Regions from separate parts of the Mus musculus genome. Here all the other regions are linked to region 2. Evidence: chromatin contacts called from public HiCAR-type and promoter capture Hi-C data. All regions are on one chromosome and are shown on one strand. The core of a region is the stretch at or near the end of the contact, and the rest is flanking DNA. Distances in the headings are between cores, read along the strand shown.

What was found. Promoter capture Hi-C pulls out the DNA fragments that hold promoters and counts their contacts. HiCAR-type assays count read pairs that join an accessible place to other places.
Region 1: a promoter capture Hi-C map of liver shows a contact between it and region 2, with 2.5 times the contacts expected there. The contact joins the promoter of Cfap36 here to the promoter of Rhbdf1 in region 2. A contact is called at or near these places in 1 of 39 promoter capture datasets (liver) and 2 of 9 other capture datasets (adipose tissue and liver).
Region 3: a contact with region 2 is called in a HiCAR-type map of astrocytes, with 5 times the contacts expected there. The contact joins the promoter of Clhc1 here to the promoter of Rhbdf1 in region 2. A contact is called at or near these places in 1 of 39 promoter capture datasets (liver) and 1 of 115 datasets of contacts at active chromatin or transcription factors (astrocytes).
Region 4: a promoter capture Hi-C map of pre-B cells shows a contact between it and region 2, with 2.6 times the contacts expected there. The contact joins the promoter of Prorsd1 here to the promoter of Rhbdf1 in region 2.

Annotation. Positions count from the first base shown.
Region 1 is chr11:29,245,955-29,248,654 of GRCm38.p6, reverse strand. Cfap36 (cilia and flagella associated protein 36) reads left to right here and starts at 1,383. Exons shown (of 10, transcript NM_025740.3): 1 at 1,383-1,640. The coding sequence starts at 1,526.
Region 2 is chr11:32,221,036-32,223,735 of GRCm38.p6, reverse strand. Rhbdf1 (rhomboid 5 homolog 1) reads left to right here and starts at 1,443. Exons shown (of 18, transcript NM_010117.2): 1 at 1,443-1,567.
Region 3 is chr11:29,546,501-29,549,200 of GRCm38.p6, reverse strand. Clhc1 (clathrin heavy chain linker domain containing 1) reads right to left here and starts at 1,251. Exons shown (of 12, transcript NM_028504.1): 1 at 1,061-1,251. It overlaps Rps27a (ribosomal protein S27A), which reads left to right and starts at 1,161. Exons shown (of 6, transcript NM_024277.2): 1 at 1,161-1,360; 2 at 1,456-1,520; 3 at 1,941-1,995; 4 at 2,413-2,498. The coding sequence starts at 1,473.
Region 4 is chr11:29,513,764-29,516,463 of GRCm38.p6, reverse strand. Prorsd1 (prolyl-tRNA synthetase domain containing 1) reads left to right here and starts at 1,431. Exons shown (of 2, transcript NM_026465.3): 1 at 1,431-1,547. The coding sequence starts at 1,464.

The DNA.
Region 1 (2,700 bases), core at 134-2,633, 3.0 Mb after region 2:
GGGGCAGCTCCCGATGAGGTGAGAAAAGCAGTGTGCCACTGTGGACCACTCTTACGGCTCTTATGATGGCTGTAGGCTGAGATGTTGTGATACCGCCATTTTGGACAGCTCCTGAGGAGCCATAGGCTGGGCAGCAAGGAGGGGCCTGGAGCCCCTTTGATGACTTTTGTGGCTCAGCAGCTTTTGTGGTCCTCAGAGACTTCAATGATGAGACAGGTGACAAGACAAATCCCCACAGAAATGACCTTTTCGTCCATAAGGAAATTCTTGGACAGAAGACAAGATTAACTAGCTAACATACTAATTGCTGACTTGAGAGCTGGGTCCTCTATCAACAGCTTTAGTATATATTGAAATAGTTCTCAACCTGTGGGCCACGGATCAGAAATCCTGCACACCAGATTTACAACAGTTGTAAAGTTACAATATGGAGTAGCAATGCAATAATTCTATGGTTGGGTGTCACCACAATACGAGAAACTGTATTAAAAGGCTGCAGCATTAGGAAGGTTGAGAACCACTGAAACGTTGAGATCTTCAGGGTCCTCTGCCTCTAATACCCCTTTAGTTCCTCCTGAGCTTTCCATGAACATTTGCTGTATGTAGCTCCTGCCCTCAACCAGACCTGGTACTGTGCTGTCGGCCCAACACACAGTCACCTCTGGTTCTCACTGAGTCCTCCACTTCCACTTTCATGAAACTGAAGTTGTAGAGTCTGCTCCTCCAGCTCCTCACCACTCTCATTATATAGCCTTGGTGGGCCTGGGACTCTCAGGTCTGTCTGCCTGTGGCTATCAGGAGTATTGGGATTAAAGGTGTAGGCCACCACATCTAGTTATAAGATTCTTGGGAGTCCTCTGGCTCTTAAGTAGGAAGAGAGCAACCTTGATACTTTCTAAATACTGTCTATGAAAGCCTAATTAAATGGAGATTAACTGATTTTATACTTGTCCTAATTTTAGTTGTTGTTAACTAAGCTTAGACCCATCCTTAGACAGCAAGCAAACGGCTTGCAGAATCAATCAGTAAACCTCACAGAGCATATTTCTCTCAATTTTGTTTTCAAGGGCCAGGGGGTCTGAAGACCGCTAGGGATGAGGTGGGAGGAGGTCCTCAGGGAAGCCACGCCTTCAGCACGCCATTTTGAGACGGGCCGCGCGCACACGGGAGCGCGAACGCCGTCTCTAAGCGCAGTAGCCAATGCCCGCGCGTCTGCTCTCAGCCTAGCAACTACGGGCCAATGAGTGGAGGGCTATCGTTTGCCCCGTTCTCTTCTAGCCAATAGGAAACGTTCCTAATCCAGCCCCCCCCCTCCAGGAGCTCAGGACTCAGGCCTCACTTCCGGGCTGCTGCGTACGTTGTCATAGCGACCATTTTACGTTAACTGGTTTGTGGTGTCTAACCTGGGGGCCCGGCGATTGCGGGGACCTTGCTGCCCGCATTCTCCGTCGCTTCCTGCGGCCGAAAGGCCAGACAGGGCTGGGGGAATCCGGCCTAGGCGTCCGCGTCGCCGGGTGCGAGCGGGATGGCTGCGGAAGAAGAGGACGAAGTGGAATGGGTGGTGGAGAGCATCGCTGGGTTCCTGCGGGGCCCGGATTGGTCTATCCCCATCTTGGACTTTGTGGAGCAGAAATGCGAAGGTAAGAACCAGACTGTGAACAAGCCAAATATTACTGTCTCTGCCTGCCGGGCCTAGGACAGTTTTGTAGAAGGAATTACGTACATCCCTTCCCGAGTGGCTCGTTTGTTTGCAGACGTGAAATTGCTCACCAAGACTTTTCACCCACTCTGCCCGAGCGCCTGTCCTGAAGACATTAGACTTTAATCCCATGTTCGGCCTGTCACTTCACCCCGTATCTTTCTACCCCGCGCAAGTGGACTGTTTGGGTAACCAGCATCTTCCTCAGTTATTTGGGGAAAACGTCGTTTTTCTTCGAGTTCCTTCTGACCCCTGAGATGTCGCCCTGTGGACTCAGCCTATGAAATGACAAATTCACTCTGGCCATTTTATCTGCAAAGGGGGGCATTCGATTACTCCGGCAGGACCAAAGCAGGCGATGGGGAGGAAGAGCTTTCTAACAAACGAGATATACAAATGTGGCATTCTTTTGAAGGACCAGCATCAGTGCTTTCTGATCGGTTCATATCACGCTCATATCCGAGTTCATAAGACGAATTGGACTCTGTTCATAGAGAAGCAATCACAAACGATGTCCTATCCAACCTTTATCTTGGTTTTTTTTTTTTTTTTTTTTTTGCCTAGGCAATACTTGGAGGGTAGCAATATATATCGTCTGAACTTGTGTCTTAGGTTAGGGGGACAGACTTTTTGTAAAGATCGGTGCAATAGAGCTGGGGTGAGTGAATACTGACTCACAGCTGCAGAGAACACATTTCAGTGAAGGGAATCTTTTATACACTTTTCTAGGATGAGGTGGCCTGCTTGAAAAGTTAATGGGTTCCCAGGCATTTGAAGTATCTGCATACACTCGACAGTGACTGTACTGCAATGCAGCTTGTTTGAGATTCAGCTAACAGAGGGTTCTTATCCTGAATTGTCTTGCAAGACTTCTCTCAAACCCAAAATTCTATGAATCTAGTAAAGAAAGAATGTTGTTTGATCACTGAACCTTTTATTTTATTCTAACTGTTAAAGTTCAAACACGAGTTAAGTGTTTTGGTAGGCAGCTTTTATGAAGG
Region 2 (2,700 bases), core at 194-2,693:
GACTCCCCTGCACTATGGGAACTCCAAGGTCGATGGAGCAATGAGTCCTGGAAAGCTACTTTTCTGTCACTGTGTGCTGACAGCACTGTGGTATTCTTGCATTGAAGATGACTTGGGCTGGAGAGATGGCTCAGCAGCTAAGAGAGCTTTCTGCCTTTACAGAGGACCAGAGCTTGGCTCCCAGCACACACACTGGACAGCTCACAACTGCCTATAACTACAGTTCCAGGAGGATCTGATGCCCCCTCTGGCATGTGTGGGCACCTGCAACCACACACAGAGATAAAAATAAACACAGAAGAATTCTTTCTGTAAGAAAAGACGACTGACCCCTGGGTGTGTCTTCACAGTGAGTCTCCTGTAGGACTTCTTGCAGCTGGTAATAGATTTCTAGGTCTCAACAAAGGTCTAGGTGACCCTGCAGCATCCACAGCAGGAAGGAGTAGGGACCTACAGGCACCAGATGCCCGGTTCCTGTGGCCGGTTCCCTGATTTTCCAGAAAGGATGCAACCCCCGCACCTCCAGCCAGCCCAGTTTGGGCGTCCAGACCCTGCTTATTCCTAGCATGAGTCAAGAATGCTAGGCATGAAGACTGTCCCATCTCTGGCTTGGCATGTGTGGGTTACAGGAGCCCAGAACATCTGCACCACGACAGCTTTCTTCTCCCTCAGCCTTCAGCCTCAGCCGAGAGCAAAAGAAGCACTTCCTGTCCAGTATACAGAGTGATGAACCGTGCCTGACGTTATACGTGAGCACTGAGGCTGAAGAGAGAAGAGTGAGCGCATGCGCGGATGTAATGGCTTGAGGGGTGGCAGGTGTAGTCTAACCCTTGTACCTGCTGGGAAAGAAGTAGGGGAAGGGGTAATTGCTGAGCTGCGGTTCCTGTGAAATGGTGTATCAGTGTATGAACGTGAGTGTGCACACTTATAAATGTGTTAGGGTAGAGAGTGTGAGCCCATGGAAGTGCATTTTGAATAGGTGTGCGCACGTGTCTGTGTAAACAGGTGCGAGAGGCCTGAATGCATGAATGTTTGTTAGAAAGATCAGGCGCGTGTGCACAGGACAAGTGAGAGCTTCGGGACCCTCAGTGATGTGCCAGTGCGTGCCTTCGGAAGGGGCGTTCAATCTGCCTTTTAGGTCCCTTCCCACGCCACCCTCTTGCTTTGGAGGTCCCCTTCCTCTCTTCCCAAGCACAGGGGCAGCACAAGATGAAGGAGTATGGAAAGGCGAGTCCAAGACAGATGTTATGATTAAGGTGGTCGCTGGCGAGCCCGACTCCCAGCTACAGGTGTCTCTGCGGGACCCCTGGCAGAGCACAGCCGGAGGTCTTCCCGGAGGAGGCGCCCGGGGCTGGCAGCGGGCGGCGCGCATTCCTCAGCCCTGAGTCAGGCGGCCGCCCCTCTGCCGGGCCCGCCCCCGGCGCGCACGCCCCTCGGCCCGTGGCATTCCCAGGCGGACGGGTCGGGCCGGCGCGCGGGCGGCGCAGGCAGGGACTAGGCGCGGGCGCCCTCCCGGCCCGCAGCGGCGGCAGCAGCCGGTGCAGACCCTTCTGAGGACCCTACGGCGGTGAGTGGCGGCCGGGGTCTTTGCGCGGGGTTCCGGGCGGGCGAGTGCGGAGCTTGCGTTCTGGCGCGTGTCCGCCGATCGCTGGCAGTCGGTGCGCGGAGTTTCCCGAGCGCCGGCGCAGGCGGCGCGGCCCGGATTCCAGCCCGGCGCCCCACAGAAATAGCCCGTGGTCGGATCGGCGCGGCCTGGCGGGCGGGGCAGCGGAGTAGCAGCCCCGCCGGGTCCCCGGGGACAGGAGTCCGGGGGCCGCAGCCGCCCTGAGCGGCCCCTCCGCTGCCAGCCCCCACACCCCATGCCCTCCGTGCTCCCAGGGCCCCGAAGGTGGCGTCTGAAACTCTGCACAGAGAGCGCGACTTCGGGCCACAGGGTCCGCTTCCTCCCACTCACGGGAGTAACAGTGGCAGCTGCGGGCCGGGGAGCTCGGCTGGGCCTGCTCGGCCCGTTTCAGCCCGGTTCGCATCGGCAAACTCGGGAAGTGCCTCCAAAGACATCTCCTGCCCTGTACAGTGGCCCCGGGGGCGAGCCCGAGGCCACAGTCGGGATCTTGAAGTAGGCCTGGGCGCGGTGGGGTGACCGCGGACCCCAAGGGCTCAGGGATAGGCGAGAGGGCCTGTCTGTCCTGCTGGGAGCACGCTAGTAGAGCTGGGTGGAGAACGGTCAAGGGACTCCCCCTAGGCTTTCTTTCCGCTCAGATAGTCCGGACCAGAGTTCCTGCTCCGTGTGCCTCTTGGAGTAGTGTGTCTGTCTGCGTGGGCGGGGCCTGGATCCGGAGGCCCCCCGCTCTGTCCTGGGAAAGCCCCCCCTCCCCACTTCCTGTTGAAGCCGGGAGAAGATTCTAGGATGAAACTGGCTTTTCAGGTTTAGACCAGCTAAGAAGTCGGGGCAGTCCCAGGCTAGGTGCTCCCCACCTCCATGGGGCGAGCCTCAGCCCCTTGCCCCCGCCCTTAAGCCTAGAGGATGCTGGGGAACTCAGCAGCTGGCCAGTTCTCAAGAGGTTGCAGAGGCTGAGCCCTATGCTTACCAGGGTCATTCTGGGCAATCCGGGTAAGAGGGCAAGGGTGTCGGGTAGGTCCAGTACAGTACAGGGTAGGGTAGTACAGGTTCTGGCACCAGTCCACAGAACTCCAGGCAGC
Region 3 (2,700 bases), core at 2-2,501, 2.7 Mb after region 2:
ATCAGATCTAGAGCAGATGTAAATTTTCTTTACTGATGGAGCCATCTGGAAGCCCCATCTTATTTTAAGAAATATGTATGTCATGTGTGGGTGTAGGGTCGTCGGCCCCCATCTCTCATTGAACCTGCTGGCCAATGAGGTCCAGGGAGTCTCCTGTCTCTGCTGGCCTACCATGTCACAGACTCCACCAAGCACACCAACCTTTTTAAAAAGTGGGTGCTTGAGTTCCAACCCAGGGTTCTGCATATCGAATATTAGCTACTGTGTCATCTCCTAGCCCTACATTTTTACTTTTCAAAATGTGTAATTTGGAGGCAGCAGAGCTAGTATATTAAAATGAGGAAAGAGCAAACAGAGATTATTAGGGAGTTACGGATCCTCGTTGTAAGAAAACGGAGCACGCCTACGCTTACGGATAGGGTGAAAAGACATTGAGAGGGTGCATTAGAAAGGGCACTGGGTTTGTGAGGTGGAGAAGGGACTGAGAGAAGGCACCAGCTTTTAACAGCTTCAAGTTTCCCCGAGGGCACATGCTCCTATTTTCTCCAGGATGGACACGCTCCACATTTAAACTTATAGTCGAAAACTAAACATTCTGCAGATTTTCTTATCGTATGTTTTTTAAAACGTGAAAAGATGAAAATTCCAATACATTTAACCGTTTCATACTAGGGAGGCGCGTGACGCTCAAAAGCTTCTTCCGATCGGATGAAGGGTAGCGGAAGGGACTACCGGGAGGGGCAGAAACCTGCACTTAGAAAGACTTCGACTATACCTTAGATGTGGCTAGCTCACTACGGTGTGACAGACACCTTCAGCCCCCAAATGCCTTTCTAGCCCTTAAGCCTTCCCTCCGGGGCATTTCCAGAGAGTCCCCACCCACGCGCAAATCATAGTGCCTCATCCCCTGAGTCCTCACCTGACTCTCTCCTAACCCTCACTCCACAGCTTAGACAGTGTAATCAGGTATCCGGGAAGTGTGGAAATGCATCCTGGGACAAGTAGTTCTAACAAGAAGAAAGCAGTGTAAAACTACAATTCCCAGATAGACTTGTTTTACCTCTCTCTTATGTTTCACAAGCCCCCTTTAAAGGAAAGCCTCTCTTAATCGCATCGGCTGTATAAGAAAGCCTTTTGAGGCATTTTTTTTAGTTGAGCACATCATTTCGAGGCCATTCTGAGGTAAACCGAGAAAAGAGCGTAAAGAAACCGAGCGAACGAGCAAATCTGGCACTGCGTTAGACAGCCGCGATTCCGCTGCAGCGCGCAGGCACGTGTGTGGCCGCCTAAGGGGCGGGTCCTTCGGCCAGGAGACCCCGTCGGCCACGCTCGGATCTTCCTTTCCGATCCGCCATCGTGGGTGAGTGTATGCTCTGTGGCCGCGCTCTGGCTAGTGGCGCTACGCGTCGCTCTCACGGGTGTCGTCGGATCTAATCCGTCTCTTTTCGAATGCAGGTGGAGCCGCCGCCACGATGCAGATCTTTGTGAAGACCCTTACGGGGAAAACCATCACGCTCGAGGTACGGGCCACCTTGCCGTTGAGGAAGCCAAGGCCTGACTGAGGCCCTTAGTGTTTGAGGGCGGGTTTCTGAGTTTTGAGTTGTGAAACTTGGCTTTGAGCTGAGATTATGGTGCTTAGCAAAAACAACGTTTGGTTTTCGGTGTGGTACGGTTTAGCCTGCTTTATCCCGAGTGGCGAAATGTAGGGTAGGTGATGGGAGACGCTTTTCTCCGGGCAGACGCGTTCCTGTGCTTCCCCCGCCGTCGCTCGCCCTGGTATGGGGACTAATTTGGATTGTAGCACTCTGGGTAGTTTGCACGCGGTGTCATCTTAATTGATTACCTTTAGCTCACCTCCTCCTTGCTCGTTTTGTATAAAGCTAGCAGTTAATGACTTACTATGTAACCGTATATTAACTACATATATCAAAACTTGGCAGGTTGAACCCTCGGACACTATAGAAAATGTAAAGGCCAAGATCCAGGATAAGGAAGGCAAGTAAAGTTTGTCACTAGAAAAATGACTGGCTTGTGTGACCTAGACACGTTTGTTCTTAAGGTAGAAAACAGATTAATAAATTTAGATGCTTTTGAAAGTAAAATATTCCTGACATTAGTGTCAGGCTATCTGATTAACTGGAAACTCTGCAGGACAAATCTTTTAAAAGTTAATCTAGAACTGTTTACTGAGTCACAAAGACGATAAAATGCTCAGGCTGGGCAATGGCCCAGTCCACACTTTAATCTCAACACTAAGGAGGTAGAGGCAGCCTGGTTACAGAGAAAGTTCCAGGGCTTTTACTCTTGGAAAAAGTTGCATCTAAGTCTGTGACCACTGTTAGCAATCATTTGATTCACAACAATGGGGAATGTACCTTGTTCTATTAAGCCCAGTATTTTTTCCTCTAATAGGAATTCCTCCTGATCAGCAGAGGCTGATCTTTGCTGGTAAGCAGCTGGAAGATGGCCGGACTTTGTCTGACTACAACATTCAAAAGGTTTGTTTGAGGGAAAACATGCAGAAAAAGGGATGATATTGAATCCACTAACACTTGCTGAGCACTGTAGCTGTTCCATGATTTTAAAATATGCGATGGTTGGTTGACCCTTTTTGTAGAGAGCAGTCTCCTGTAGCTCAGGGCCAACTTGAACTGGATTCCTGAGCCTCCTTAAAATTCCTAGTGCTGGAGTGACAGGCCC
Region 4 (2,700 bases), core at 182-2,681, 2.7 Mb after region 2:
TTCTCTGTGTAGCTCTGGCTGTCCTGGAACTCACTTTGTAGACCAGGCTGGCCTTGAACTCAGAAATCCACCTGCCTCTGCCTCCCAAGTGCTGGGATTAAAGGCATACGCCACCACCGCCGGGCAATAAATCATTTTTAAAAAAAGGTTAAACTAAAAAGTTTTAAAATTTTGAAATCCTGAGTTCAGAGTGAAACTGTAAACACAACTCTGACTTACTCTTTTGTAGTTTCTTCCAATACTGAGTAAATCATAGGCTGGAACAAATCCCTGTTTTCCAGTCTGCCCTCCTTCTTCTACTGCACAGGCAGAGAAAGCTCCTGGCTAATGTGGTGTGTTTATGGTAACTCACCCAAGAGTGTCTGCTTAGGGGCTCAGTTTTTGACCATGTATGGACACTATCCCAGCTCCTAGCTAGCACGGCATCATTCCTTGCCAAAACTCTGTGAAACCCTCTTAAGACCAGATGAGTGACTTCACTGACTTCCACATGTGAGATTGATGAGCCCGCCCAAAAGCTGCCTCCTAGTAAACCTGCCTTTATCTACATGTAATATGTTCTAATCTGGCTCTATTTGTGTCACCGAGGGAGAGAAAAAGCATACCATCTGTGTCTTAAGAGGGGTTCTTTTTCAGATCTTCACTCCCAAATAAATACAATTAATTTATATTAAACATCTCTGAGTGTATCAGTGTTTCATGTTGCATGTGAGCCTTAATTTCAAAGTTTAAGTGAAATACTAATGTGGAATTTGAACCTTATTCAAAGTAAGTGGTCCCACCATGGTTGCAAATTCCAGGCCATAAGTATCATAACGACCACTGTAATTCGTCGCAGTACTGTTTTCTTCCTTTCTTTTCTTTTTTCTTTTTTTTCGAGACAGGGTTTCTCTGTATAGCCCTTGCTGTCCTGGAACTCACTCTGTAGACCAGGCTGGCCTCGAACTCAGAAATCCGCCTGCCTCTGCCTCCCAAGTGCTGGGTTAAAGGAGTGCGCCACCACACCCGCAGTACCGTTTTCTAATATCATAATATGCGGGAGTGATGGCTGGTCTTCCAGAGGACCGAGTTCGGTTCCTAGCACCTACATGACTCACCATCACTCCAGTTCTAGTAAATTGAACACCTTCTTTCAGCCTCCTCAGGCACTGCTCACACGTGGTGCACAACCATGCAAGCCGGTAACTAACGCCCATAACACATAAAATTTAAAAGAACGGAAAGACGGAAGTCACAAGCTACAGTTGTTGAGGCATGAAGCCACATTGCCGCGGCCGAGCAATGGAACCCGGAGCTTTCCGACCCCGGCACTGGAGGCTCAGGTGGTTGGGGGTGTGGCTAAGCGCTCTCGGCGGCCCAAAGATGGGTCAGGCCACAGAGCCATGCCAGGGCGGAGCAAGCAGCCATCACCACGCCCCCGAAGCCGTGGCACTTCCGGTAAGCCTGCCCACGTAGAGGGGAAAATGGCAGGCTCGGAGCTGCGGGCTGAGTTAGAACAGAGGCTCGGCGCCCTCGCCATTCGCACGGAGGTCGTGGAGCATCCCGAGGTGAGACTGCGGCCCCAGGAAGGCAGAGGGTCTTCGGGCGAGTGTTTATTGGGTCCAAGCAGAGGCTTATAAGTTTATTTAAAACTGCGGCAACCGTGAGGAAACTTGTCCTGGGATGACTGACGTGACTTAAAAGCCGGTTGGATAGCTGATACGTTATGTAGATAACTAAGGAACAAGGCACTACATAAGTGGCAACCCTATAGAATCGCCTAGGCTGTATCTGGTACCAAAGGCACAGCAGGCCATTGAGGTGGCTTGGTTTTTTACTTCTTTGGACAGTCGTTACCACTGCAGCACGGCAAGGATCATTTCCCAAATAATTACAAAAAGTATATAACCCCTGAGTCTGGAGAATTGTTTTCGCGGTTAAGAGCACGTACTTCTCTTGCAGATGACACGAATTTATTTCAGCACTCACACTGAGAGCTGTTTAAAACTACAGTTCCTCTTTTGGCCCGCTCCCGCTTGTGCCACAAACAAAAGTACGTACCTTAATTTTAACATGACCTACACTGGAGATGTACAATTTTTGTGGAAACTATTATGAGGGTTGGTAAGGCTTGCACGACACATTTTATGATAGAAAACACCTGTCTTAATATTTACTATTTCCCATTTTTACAAAGGTCACATTCTGTGTACATTCCCAGCCTCCAAATACTTTAAGGCCCTGGAGTACTGGTACTTGTAACATTAAAAAAATGTTCTTTATGTACTAACCTGGGGTCTTATGTTCTTCATCGATGCCCTTGTAGTGAATGTCTGGGACTCTGGAGATAAATATTAAGGACTGTCATCAAATTTTACGCCAAAGTTCAAAAGTTATAAGCGTCTCAGGCACCTGATGGCTTTGTTAGCCACTGGGATAGAAAACTGGCCCAACAAAAACTGAGGTCTTGAGGTCTGCAACTGTGATGATTAAGGCTCCCCCTGAACCCCAACCAGGATTTTGCTGCACTCTTGAATTCTTGATCTCGGCCTCAGCTCTAAGTACCAGTACTCCAGGTACCAGGCCTTTAAAGTATTTGGAGGCTGAGGTTTTTAGTTCAGAGATATTGTGCCTGCCTAGCAAGCATAGCACTCTGGGTCCTATCCTCAGCACCAAAAGGCCCAACCCCTATCAAAACATTTATAACGAATACCAGTTAAA